Linked DNA regions of Mus musculus: region 2 is linked to region 1. Evidence: chromatin contacts called from public HiChIP or PLAC-seq data. All regions are on one chromosome and are shown on one strand. Each heading gives the region's core, a stretch centred on a gene start, on an enhancer-like site or on the middle of the called end of the contact. The rest is flanking DNA. Distances are from core to core; before and after follow the strand shown.

Region 1 (5,772 bases), core at 2,527-5,026:
TGGTGGTTCACAACCATTCATACCTCCAGTTCCAGCAGACCTAGCACATGTGTGGTTACATACGTGCAGGCAAAACCTCATATACGTAAAGTAAATTTAAAAGGTATTAAGCCTGTTTTGGAGGGCCAGGGATGGTTTTCAATGACAGAGTGCTTGCCTAGCATGGCCAACATTCTGAATTTAATCTCAAACACCACCAAATGACCAAAAATAAAAATAAAAGCGAGGGGCTGGAGAGATGGCTCAGCAAATAAGAGCACTGACTGCTCTTCCAGAGGTCCTGAGTTCAAATCCCAGCAACTACACGGTGGCTCACAACCGCCCGTAATGAAATCTGATGCTCTCTTCTGGTGTGTCTGAAGTCAGCTACAGTGTACTTAAGATATAATAAATAAATATTTTTTAAAAAATAAAAAAATAAAAGCGAACCAAACAAACTTGTTTCGGGGCTCAGGAAAACTGGATGCACACCTAGATCACTGGTCCTAAGGCTGCGGGTAAGGCCTGCTTAAAGGAGCCGCTCCTCCTGTGACACGGACCATGTCCTCCTGTTGCTGCTGCCACAAACTCATCAATCCCGAGCTCCGCCTAAGTCAGGATTTGAAACTCCACCAGTTCCCATCCTGGAAAACTTGGTCCTCCAACCTCCAAGAAATCCTATATAAGTTTGCTTCTCACTCAGTTTTCTGCTACTTCTAGCCCAAGCAGAGGTAGCTGCCATCTTGTGTCTTTCCCAATAAATCTCTTGTATGAGGCTTGTTGTGTGGTGTGACTTTGTGCTTGCTATTCCTTGGCTCCAGACTGCCAGGACACCTTTGCCTTCAGAGCTGTAACACAGAGACTCAGTCTCAGAAAGTAAGTAGAGAAGAGGCTGGAGGTGTAGCTCAGTGGTAGCGGCTCTGCTCTGCCCTCTGCTCACCTGAGGTACCTCTGGGTAGTACTCCTCTTTCTCTGGAATCCTTGGCAGACACCCCAAGATGGGGCTCCCAGCAGAGCAGTATTTCTCTCCATGAGAGAATGTCAACGCATTTTCTGTGAGGGAACAGCAGCCCTCCTGACCTCTCAGGCTCTTGGTGTGAGCATTAAGAACCACCACAGGGGCACCACCACAGGGGCTGGAGAGATGGCTCAGCGGTTAAGAGCACTGACTGCTCTTCCAAAGGTCCTGAGTTCAAATCCCAGCAACCACAAGGTGGCTCACAACCACCTCTAATGAGTGAGATCTGATCTGATCTGATGCCCTCTTCTGGTGTGCCTGGTGTGCTTACATGTAATAAATAAATAAATCTTTAAAAAAAAAAAAACCACCATAGTAGCTACAAATCCTTTACTCTGTGGACCCCACTCTGTTCCTTCCACAGAAAAGGTGCTGTTTGGAGATTGTGGGTGTCCTCCACTTGTGCCTGCTGATCTGAACTGCTGGAATGGTTGGCAAGGTTCAAGTGCCTACATATGCCTTTCTTTAGTCAATACCGCATCTTGCCCATGTGAAGTGAAGGACACAGCAACCATGAACAAAGACCCCATTTTTGGATCCTTTCCTGAGGGAGGCCCAGATCTTGGGCTGAAGCCTAGTTTCCTGGTCTAGTGTCTGCACAAAACAATTGGAGTCGAGGGGATAGACAGTGACACAAGTGGTGGTGGTAGCTGGCCCATAGACAAATGGCCAGAGCTTGAAGGATCCAGGTGCAGCTGCTCCCTTCCTGTCCAGCCCAAAGCCGTCACATGGACAATGTGGCAAAGCTTTTTGGTTTTGATATTGAGGACTAGACCTAGGGTCTCATATGAACTATAACCCAGCCCAATGCTGAGAGGACTAATGGGACCCAGCACTGTAGGACTTCCAAATGCTGGTGCTGATTAAAAGAACAGTCCAAGCCTGAAAAAGCCGTTAAAGAAGTCTCGGGAAGCCTTTCCATAGAACTCTGAGTCAGAAGTCTCCAGGAAAACAAAACTCCAAAGAACCCGGAGGAAGCAGGCAATTGGTAGGTGTCCATAGGGAAAACCTGACGCCCAACACTAGGGCAGGCTAAATCCCCATAGCCAGTGTCAAGAACCAATTTCTCTTGTCCCTTCAGTAGGAACTGACTCCAGAAGGCCATGACATGAGGCACGGCTAAAAATACTAGAGCCATTCCGCCTGTAAGAGCCCCGGCGGGTCACTGTCATAGGGAACCCTTCAGCCCAGCCCAAACTCTTGTTCAACAACTTTGTAAGGACACACCAGCTCAGTGAAATATCATTTGACTCTCTGGGGGAACACTTCACATGAACTAAGGAAAAATGCTCACAACCGTGTAGGAAGAGAAATGCCCTTGATCTAATTATAAACAGATGTTTCAAAGGTTGGTTTGGAGTCTGCTCACAACTCGTGAATCCACTGTGCTATATACACACTGTGTCTATGCACATCCTCCTTGTGGAGTATGCTTCATTTACAGTTTACCTTAAAGCAAAAAAGCTCGGGTCAAAGGAAAGAAGGTGCAAGGCAGAGAGAGGTTGGAGCTCTGATCTGTGGGGTACTGAGAGAACTCAAGTTGAGGCAAATCCCCACCCTCACTCCCATCTCAGCCTCCGGATGCACTGAAGTGTAAGAAGGAGTGTGCTTACACTGGGCTGCTGGGATCCCAGCAGCAGAAAATGATGATGAAAGAGCAGGCGATCGATACAAGAGGTGAGAGGCTGGAGCGAGAAGGCAAAAACCTGGGATGCGTGAAGGCCTTTAAAGATGCTGATTAAAAGAACAGCCCAAGCCTGGAAAAGCTACCTTTGCTAAGAAGGAGTCAGTTCCCTCCCCGACAGCCCATTCCCAGGAGGGTTAAATAAGAGGCCCCAGGAAGTCTCTTCACAGAACTCCAAGTCAGACTTCAGCAGCAGAGCTACTGCTTACTTCCCCTGCAAGGAACAGGCTTGAGGGATGGCCAGCCCAGTTAAGAGAGACCTGGGACACATCATAGCTGAAACATTACTTTGTGAATCTTTGAGAGGGTTCATATTTACCCCACGTTCAAACAACAACAACAACAACAAAACCACTTTTCTGACTAGGGATGTAGTCAGTTGGTATGGAGCCTACCTAGCCTGCACCAGACCCTGTGTTGAGTCCCCAGAACCTCATAGACCAGTAGTAGCAGTGCATATCTGTAATCAGGAGGTGGCCAAAGGACAATCAAAAATTCAAGGTCATCCTTTGCTACACTAGGATTTTGAGGCCAACCTAGCCTAAAAGAGAACCTGCACAGAAACACATTTTCCGCCTCTGTAAATGCTTTCCTTTTTCATTTCAAAAGGAGGGGGTAATCTGTTTCTGATCTTTACTGGAGTGGATAAATATGAGCCTCTCAGCCAGTGCCCCAGGAATCTTCCAGCCAGTTCCCGGCCTGGAGGGGAGGAGGGGCCTCTCGGTGCCCTCAAGTTCCGGAGAGCAGGCCCAGACCCACAACGGGTGCCGCTGAGCCTGGAGGTCAGCTGCGTGGGTGGCCGCCTCTCCCTCTATCCCGGCCTCAGGTTTCCCATCTCAGAGTCTTTAGGACCAAGAGGCCTGCGCTACCTCGGGATTTCCTCCTCTTCCTCTCCCGGCCCCGCCACCCGCTAGTGCTCACCAGCTGGTCCCCGGGGCCGCGTCCCCGAGCGGTAGGGAAGGAACTGGGTTGGGCACTGCGTTCGGCGGGCCCGGGAGGACGACCGTGCTTGCGGCTCCCAGGCCCGCCGCGGGACATCAGCACCATTTCCGCCGGCTCCGCGGCGTTGTCGCGCGACGGTCCGGTCCCCAAACATGCCCGGGCTGTCCATCGCCTGAGCCCGAGAGTTCCGCGCGCGCGGCTCCTGTCATCAAAGCTACCCTCGCTGTAAATATCCTGAAAGGTCCGGTGGATCCAGCCTTTGAGGACCATGGTAGCCGCTTTGTTCTTACCGCCTGGCCTCCTAAACCCAGGCCCTTCCATCTGTTTCTATCCATTGCGAGTAGGGTGCATGCAGACCCGTGTGGGCCGCATAGTCTGAAAGCAATACCCCTAACAACGCAGTAACTAGTGTTTATTGAGCATCTACTTACAAGCAAAGTTTCTTTCATTGTCCATTAATCCCCCACAACATAATGAACAGGGCATATTGATTTAGCCTGCAGGAGTGACATGTGTGTTGACCTCAACGTCCAGATGACAGGCTGGGTGCCACCCCACACCCTAAAGGAGCAAAAGCAAGGAGCTTTTTCTTGCTTCTTCCCACATGAAGAACATGGGTGAGACCAGATTCTCAATGAGTAAGCTCTTCAAACACACACACACACACACACACACACACACACACACACACACACCCCTCCCCTTCCAGATCTCATCTGTAACATGGGAGGAAAGGCTACTGTTTTCCTGTCTTGAATGGAAGGGTATGAAAGAACCTGTGCTACCCAGAACCGTCCCAGCACCCCACCTAAGTGCTCAAAAGTGGTTTGGACCTGGATTGAAGGGAAAACTGAAGGTATCTTTCAAAACAGGGAGTGTCCAGTAGAGGACCTGCCCTTGCTATGTGCCCTACCAGGACACATGTTGGCCTTACCCCTCTGATTTGCCTACTCCTTACCTCTCTGTTGGGCCCAGAGTGCTGTTGGAGGCTCAAGAATGGGAATATTTTTGAAGCTGGGGGGAACACTAAGGGACCACACCCTTCCCCTAAACTGCCCAACCCAGCCTAGCCACACCCTCCCTGCCTGCCTGCCTGCCTGCCTCTGATTAGGATGTAGGGGTTGGACACCTGGCAGGAGATCTTGCCTAGCTATCTGCTGGCAGACAGCCTCAGCACCCAGGATCTATAGCTTCAAGTGTTGCCTCAAAGCTCAGGCCTCCCGAGACCCAAGCTAGCAGAGCCAGGGACTGAGTGGCCCTTGGGTTTTAGGGGCATGAAAACCTATGAGCATACTTAATAGGGAAGTGGAGATGGCCCAGTTTAGAACCTCATCAAGAAATGGTGATTCATGGTTTCTGTGTAGACAGGGGCACTTGCCAAGAGGAAATCACAAAGCCAGCTAAGACCAGGTATCAGGAAGACGGCTCAGCAGGCCCCAAGGAGCCTACCAACCTTCCATGATAGTACAAAGGACTCAGGCCCGGCCAGTCCTAGCAAGGGGCAATTTCCCCCAGAGCCTACCCCTCAGGCCATCTCCCCCAGATACTGGTACAACTTGATGCAGTTGTCCCCTGCATCTGCCACCACTAGTTGGCCCTGGGGTGCACAGGCCATACCCAAGGGCCTCTTTAGTCCCTCCAACTGCAAACAGATGGGTGGCCCAACCCGGGGAAACAAAGTCACTTGGTGCCTCTGCTCATCAGCCACAATAATGCTACCCTCTGCATCAGAGCACACACCTGCTGGGTGGCCAAAGTTATGCCCAGTCAGGGTTCCTAGGGAGCCCAGAGGCTGGTGGGCACTGCCAAACAGCTGTACATCCCCAAACTCTTCACTCACAGCAAAGCCCCCATCAGGCCCTGGACCTACCCAACAAGGGCCCTCCAGACCTAGCATGGAGGTTGGAGCAAGGGGCTCCCAGGTTGGTCCTAACATGAAGCTGTGAACAGTTCCAGGCAAGTAGTCTGTCACCAGGAAGTGTCCAAGAGCATCCACAGCCAGCCCTCGGGGGGACAGGAATGTGCCTACAGTCACCCAGCGGCCCTGGGGTTCCCGGGAAGTGTACTGGAGAGCATACACAGCCCCGTGAATGAGGTCACTGACCACCACAAGCCCTGCAGCTGTCACCGCCACATCCTCTGGGACAAA
Region 2 (6,628 bases), core at 96-2,595, 1.0 Mb after region 1:
CGAGGTTATTTGGACACCCAAAGATACACCCCCTAAGACACCAGCCCTGGACTCCCCAGTAAGTTCCACCACACAGTGTCCACCTCAGCGCTTGGGGGAGGGGAGGCGGGGAGCGGGGTTTCTTCTCACTCAGTGGCAGAGTGTTTGCCTGAAATACTCAAGGCCCTGCCTGGTTCATCCCCCAGCCCCACCACCACCACCAAAAGAAAATCTCAAAGTTCTTACCGAACAAACTCTGTCAGAGCAGGGACCAGGGAGCTTTGGGTTTTAATCATCTAAAGGGCAAAGACAGACATAGTTCAACCAACGGGGTAGAGAACTGGTGTCAGGAGAGGGCCAGAGTTGTCAAAGGAGCCAGGCAGGGGGGGAATTTTCTCACCATCAGCACCTCACTATCTTCCTCGATCTTTCCTTTCCATTCATAGCTGAAGAGGTCAGAGAAAGAAGGGAACAAAGTCTTGGGAAAGGAAGATTTCTCCCAGAAAAAGCTCTCAGCCCCTCCGGGTAGATTTCCGTTTCTAACTGACAACTCACATGGATGTGATCTGCGGGATGAGGTTGACGCAGGCTGCCAGACGCTTCTCTACCACTGCCCTGAGGGTGAAGCGAGATCAGAGTGTGCACGACCCGGAAACAGCACCCTTCCCCTAACCCCAACGCTCTCTCTAGGTCATCTGGCCGAGGTCCCCACCTGGCGATCTCCTTGGCGACTTTTTCGTTGGGACAAGTGACAAAGGCTGCAGAGACTGATCCTGGAACGTAGCCGGAGCCCGAGGCCGGAGGGGGCTGGGACGGAGGGCTTCCAGAAGCCATTGACAGCAGAGCTCGGGGTAGCAACAGAAGGCGGGAAGCCACCGGCAGTAGCGCTGGCATCCAAAGAAACGACAGGAGCAGAGTGGCCTGGAGCAGGGGGGAGGGCGGATTCAGTGTCCCCACAACTGCCCCAGGAAATTGCACCTGGGCTGCCTTCTGGGGCAGACACCAAGCCTCTGCGCTGCCTTTTCTGCACCAGGAAGAAAAAAAAAAATGTCCCTGAAACTTAAAAGAAACTTGGGACAGCTCCTCTGTTCCGCTGCAGAAGCTGGGTGAGACTTCGAGACCGGAAAAGGCGGGGCCAGACTCACCCCTCCGCCGAGCAAGACGCCGGGCGCCCGCCCCCAGTTCATGCAGCCCGCGCTGGTAGAGAAAAGAAGAAATCAATGGCCGCTCATTGCACGGACGAAGGACCCCGAGCCCCGGCGGAGCGGCCGCCTCTTACCTGCAGTAGCCACGTGACGCGAAAACAGTGTGCACCACGTGACAGGAGCAGCCCTGCCTTCCCGGAGTCTCCAGACCTGGCCAATCCCGGCCCTCAAGTGGCCCGGTAGCCCCGCCCTCTTAAGTGGGCGTGGCGTCGAGCCCTCCGACCAATCGGCAGCTTTATCTGAGGTCGTGCGCCCCAGCGGCCCGCCCATTTCCGTGAATCCTCAACCGGTTGCTGGCAGGGGAACGCCGCTGCGGCGACCCGCCGTCACGTGATGAGGCCTGTCCTTTCAGGCGGCGCCGCCTCAGGAGCAGCGAGCGGAGGCCAATTGCTGGCCGGCCTCGCGGTCCACGTGACGTGAGACCTGGCGACCCGCGCTGTCGCTGCGTCAGGCTGGGGCCGGGGAGTTGTCCTGAGCTCCGGAGTGTGCCTAGTAACAGCCCCCCTCCCTCCCCGCGCTGACAGGCAGCCTTGGGTGGGGACAGTTCCCCCCACCCCCCGCCACCGCCCTTGCGTTAGCACCGAGCTGAGAAGCCAGCTGTCCCTGGGTAGGGGGCAGTGATCAGGCAGGCTCAGACCTGGCACTGCCGTGGCTGGGAGAGGAAAGACACCTTTTCAAAGCACTGGGTGACACCTGTAAATGGGCTAGTGGGTGATGGAAGATACCCAGAGCCCAAAGCTTCGGACAGAGGCTGACAAATGAGTGGAGAGGAGAAATGAGAGTTGCAAGTTAGAGTTCAGAGTGTGACCCTGTTCTTTCCCCCTTGCTGACTCTTCTCCCCAGGACTGGCCCACCTCTCGGTCTTGGGTCTCCTTACCTTCATCCATTCCCCCAAGGAACCAGGACCTGCCCTACATAACCTCCCTGGAGCCTAAACACATCCAGTGACCCAAAAATGGAGAGGGGACCAGTGAGAGGACAGAGAAGAGGGTGGAGACAGCAGGAAAAAGGGCCCTGCCGCCCAAATATTAGCCCTCCCTCCAAGGTCTGGGGTCCTTGGCATGGGTGGCTCCTGTTAGGCTTCTGCATTTTCTTGAGTTGGGGGGGGGGTTCTCAGAGATCCTTGTGTGTGTAGGTGAGGGGTTGGGGGTCCAATATTTGGGTCCTGTGGGGGTGGGGGTCCAATATTTGGGCCCTTCCTAGGGTCTGGGTTACCTGGGGAGTTGTTTCAGGAAATTGAACCTCGCAATCGGTCACTAACTCACATCTTTCAGATGTAATGTATTTTAGATCTCTATGTGGTCATCTTCATCTTTGGGTCAGCCGAATGTCTCCTCCTTCATCCCCAAGTTTGCAGTTTCTTTGAGATACGAATGTGGGGTTTCTTACCTCTAGCTAGATTCTAAAATTTAATTCTGGCCTGGGGCACTTTCTAATATTGGCTTCATCTTTTTCTTTGGGTCTAGGTCTCTGTTTTGGGTCTCCCAAACTACAAGTCCAGGGTTCGAATAAGATTAACATGGGTCTGGAGAACCTTGCTGACACTAGAGTCTCATATTCTGGTCCCTGACTCCTTTCTTTAATTTAGGGGGTGGGGTCTGAGCTCAGAGGTCTCTTTCCTTCTAGATTTGGATCTGTGAGACCCAATTTGTTGAGTATGGAGGTGGGGGGGGGGTGAGGTGGTGAGTATCTTTCTCTGGGTCTGGGGTCTGTCTGAGGGTCTTGGGTCAGCTTCTACGGGACTTCCCTGGTGTGTATGAGTCAGGGGTCCCTCGTTCTCTCCTTTTCCGGGTCTCCCTGGGTAGGGGTGGGGGCTGCAGTCTCTCCCTCCTCCTCCTGCTCTCTCTTCTCTAGCTCGCTTCCCCCGCCCCCCCTCTCTCTGCTGCCGCTGCTGCCGTTGGCTCTTATTCTCCTCCTCCTCCTCCTCTCTCCTCCTCTCTGCTCCTCTCCGCTCCTCTCTCCTCCTCTCTCCTCCTCCTCCTCCTCCTCCACCTCCTCCTTCTCCCCCTTTCTCTCCCCCTCTTTCTCTCTTCTTTTTCTCCCCCCGTCCCCCCGCCCCCTCCCCCTCAGGCCTGATGAGCAGGTCTCGAGCCTCCATCCATCGGGGGAGCATCCCCGCGATGTCCTATGCCCCCTTCAGAGGTACGGTGGTGGTAAGGGGAGGGGAGGGCCAAATGGGGGGGCAAGAGGGGGAGGGGCAGCGGGCGGGGGAGGGCCGGGGCCACCGAGGGGAAGGAGCGGCTGAAATGGAGGGAGAGGGGAGGGTCGGGAAGGCAGAGGTGGGAACAGTGGGAAAGGAGGGATTAGAGGCATAGGGGTAGGATAGAGGGGCTGGGACACGGGCCTTTTCAAGGGGGCTGAGGGGAAGATGATGGAGGGGAAAGCGCGTCAGAAAGGGATGAGAAGGGAGGACTGAGTTTGGGGAAAGGCTGCAGAAATGGTTTGGATTTGGGAGCAGAGTGAGGAAGAAATTACCAAGGAAGTAGAGGCATGGTCTTGGGAGAGGGTAGGGGGGAAATGAAAACACAGGCGGCATGAGAGACCAAGAAGGTGGGAAGGGAATTTGGTGAGGGGCTCAGGGTGGTAGGACTTAGGAAAAGAGAGGAGGATGGAGGGAGGGAAGGGGCCAGATGGAGAAAGAAGGTGGCAGTGGGGGGGTGTGGGGGGTCCAGATGGAGGGAAGAGAGGAGAGAGAAAAAGGATTGGGGGAGGGGACACCAGAGAAGGGGGAGGATCAAGTGGTTTTTTTTTTTTTGGTTTGGGGGGGGGGATGCAAGTAAGATTGAGGGGTGGGGACAAGGGCCAGATAAAAATCCTGAGGGTAACTGGCCCTCATTAGGACTCTGGAGAAGTGAGATGCAATCCCTGAGTCTCATTTGCTTTCTTAATCGCTTTGACCCCTTCCCCCACCCCACCTCTTCTTTCCAGTCCCCCTCCCTGCCTCTGCTGTCCATCACTTATATCTTTCCCCCCATATGGTGTCCGTTTCTTATATGAGTCCCCCTTCTGTTCTTCCCCTGTATTGGTCCCTATCTCATATCTCTTCTCTTTCCCTCCCTCTCTTCTAATAACTACCTTAATACACCACTGCTGCTCCTGGGCCCCGTGTCTCAGATCCCCTGACAGGTCTCTCTCACTCCCTCTGCCCCATGTTGGCTGAAACCTTCTGGTCCATTCCCTTGCCCTAGGCAAGCAACCACCATCTTTACCATCTTCCTTTTCTCTTAGGTTCACGCTGTTACTTGTCCCTCAGCTCACCCTCTGTTTCCTATCCCACTTCCCATCTTGTCACATGGTCTGTGCTTATTTCCTCTTATTCCCCAACCTGGTGATTCCTCTCTTCTTGTCCCCTCTGCTTCCTGGGGTGATAGAGATTGGGGGGGGGGGTTACCAAAACACAGGTTTTGATCGTTGGAACAGGGCTCTAAGGAATTCCCCCATCTTGGACCCTTGTGGAACTTCTCATTCCAGTAAAAATTTCCCATTTCCCTGTCCTCTGCCATGTTCCATTGCTTCCTAGGGTCATTAGTATTCTTAACTATAGAATCTCTCTGTGTGTGTGTGTGTGTGTGTGTGTGTGTGTGTGTGTGTGTTGTACCTAAGCTAAGATTCCCTGTGTCCCTTTCCTGTTCCCAGTAGAACAGTGTCCCTTGAGGTCTATCCTGCTTGCCCAGCTGCAGCCTAGAGCAGCTCCTCTGTTGTGTTTTGGTTATATGTATTAACAGATTTTTCCCCTGGATACACCATGCGTTGAGATGTACTAGGCCTCAAGTGTTTGTGATCTAAGTTATGGAAGGTTGTTGTTGCTATTGTTGTGCTGGGGCTTTGAATCCTAGTGGGGTTTTTTTTGTTGTTGTTGGTTTTTGAGTTTTTTGTTGTCATTATTGTTTTGGTTTTTTTCCCCGACCACTGAGCTATAATGACCAACCCTGTCAGTGACCTTTGATATTTAGAAAATATGAGTAGAGTTTCCAAGAAAGCATCGAGACAGTGAAATTTTGAAAGCATTGTGAGGTCTAGGCACAATTCCCAGGTGTTTATCTTTCTGTCTGACCTGCAATTTGGGTAAATTTGAGAATGGTGGCCATCATCAGTAAGGGGATGGAGTTTCCTAAAGTTACTCTAGGGCCTGGAATGAAGCTCAAAGGCCAGTTCTCCTGAAACATGCCCAAGTTAATTACCCTGCACAGGTGATAGCCCTGGACTTTTCTTCCTGTGAACATCCTCCAGTTGATCCCTTAAGCCTAGTTTTATCACTCCAATATCACCAATCTAACTCTTCTGACTCCCTGAAGGCCTTTCCTTCACTGTGTCCCCATAAATGGTATGTGGCAACGATGCTATCGAGACAGCAAAGATGGAGCACCTGAGTGTGCATAACTGTTGATCCCATTTTTTTTTTTCTGGAAATTTGTTTATTGTCAGATTTCATCTTGGGAAGTTCCTCTGACATGAGGTGTGGCTGTTCCACTCTTTCCTCCACTCTTTCTAAGTTCCTCAATGTGCCCAGTGACAGCCAGGTGCGGCTGTCAGCTTGTAGAGTTGGCTCCTCCCTATCTATGAAGATTGGGTGGGAAGAGGAGGGCTGACTCCGGAGCCTGCTGTGGACAGAGAGGCCAGACCAGTCTTTGGTCATCGGAGCAGATCCCTGATCCCTGCACAGCCAGATGCAAAGACGAGCTACCTTCCCCTTGGTAACGTCTCCAAAAGGGTGGCCAGGGTAGGAGTAGGGAATTAAGGGAAGAAGAGAGGGGAGGCCTCACGCCTCTCTGAACATATAAGACCCCCCCCCATTCCTTTCTTTCTTCTTAATTGTTTAGTTCTCAGAATCTCATGACTCAAATATGCTTCAGTGCACCATCTTCTTTTCCACAGCTGGGTACCTCATATTCTCCTAAATATGTGAGGCCGCATCCATTGTAAGCAGCTTATTAATGCCCTTCCTCTCTGTGTCTTTTGCCAGTTTCATAAATCTCTACCCCTCAACACTAGTGAACAGGCCGAGTTTTCCCCCTTCTACTGCCCCTAGTAAAGTCCCTCTCTGTCATGTGACTAATTCTCATCTTTGAAGCCACGCTCATCCCCTTCCTGGAACCTCCCATGATGCCACTCAGCATGAAGGACCATCCCCCGACCCAAGACCTCTCCAGGCGGGTGGTGCCCCTTTTCCCTCTCTGCAGACTCTCCTTCCCACTTTAGGTTTCTACACCCAGCGTATAGACCCTCCCTCACTGTCTGTGTGTCTCTGTCCCCCAGATGTACGGGGACCCCCTATGCACCGAACCCAATACGTTCATTCCCCGTACGATCGTCCTGGCTGGAACCCTCGGTTCTGCATCATCTCGGGGAACCAGCTGCTCATGCTGGATGAGGATGAGGTGAGCGGGGTGAGGAGGAGGTGGGGCAAGCGGAGAAGACTGACCACGGAGAGAGGACGATGGGGA

Evidence for each region. HiChIP or PLAC-seq counts read pairs in DNA pulled down with a chosen protein or histone mark.
Region 2: a contact with region 1 is called in a FOXA1 HiChIP or PLAC-seq map of pancreatic cancer cells. The contact joins the promoter of Cuta here to the promoter of Pigq in region 1. A contact is called at or near these places in 1 of 39 promoter capture datasets (erythroid cells), 1 of 115 datasets of contacts at active chromatin or transcription factors (pancreatic cancer cells) and 1 of 9 other capture datasets (adipose tissue).

The regions. Positions count from the first base shown.
Region 1 is chr17:25,938,213-25,943,984 of GRCm38.p6, forward strand. Pigq (phosphatidylinositol glycan anchor biosynthesis, class Q) reads right to left here and starts at 3,777. Exons shown (of 11, transcript NM_011822.4): 1 at 3,603-3,777. It overlaps Nhlrc4 (NHL repeat containing 4), which reads right to left. Exons shown (of 2, transcript NM_001039038.2): 2 at 4,021-5,772. The coding sequence starts at 5,559. The coding sequence ends at 5,149.
Region 2 is chr17:26,938,193-26,944,820 of GRCm38.p6, forward strand. It overlaps Cuta (cutA divalent cation tolerance homolog), which reads right to left and starts at 1,346. Exons shown (of 7, transcript NM_026307.3): 1 at 1,259-1,346; 2 at 1,125-1,176; 3 at 692-900; 4 at 535-594; 5 at 380-425; 6 at 226-275. The coding sequence starts at 1,166. It overlaps Syngap1 (synaptic Ras GTPase activating protein 1 homolog (rat)), which reads left to right and starts at 3,058. Exons shown (of 19, transcript NM_001281491.2): 1 at 3,058-3,326; 2 at 6,441-6,562. The coding sequence starts at 3,260.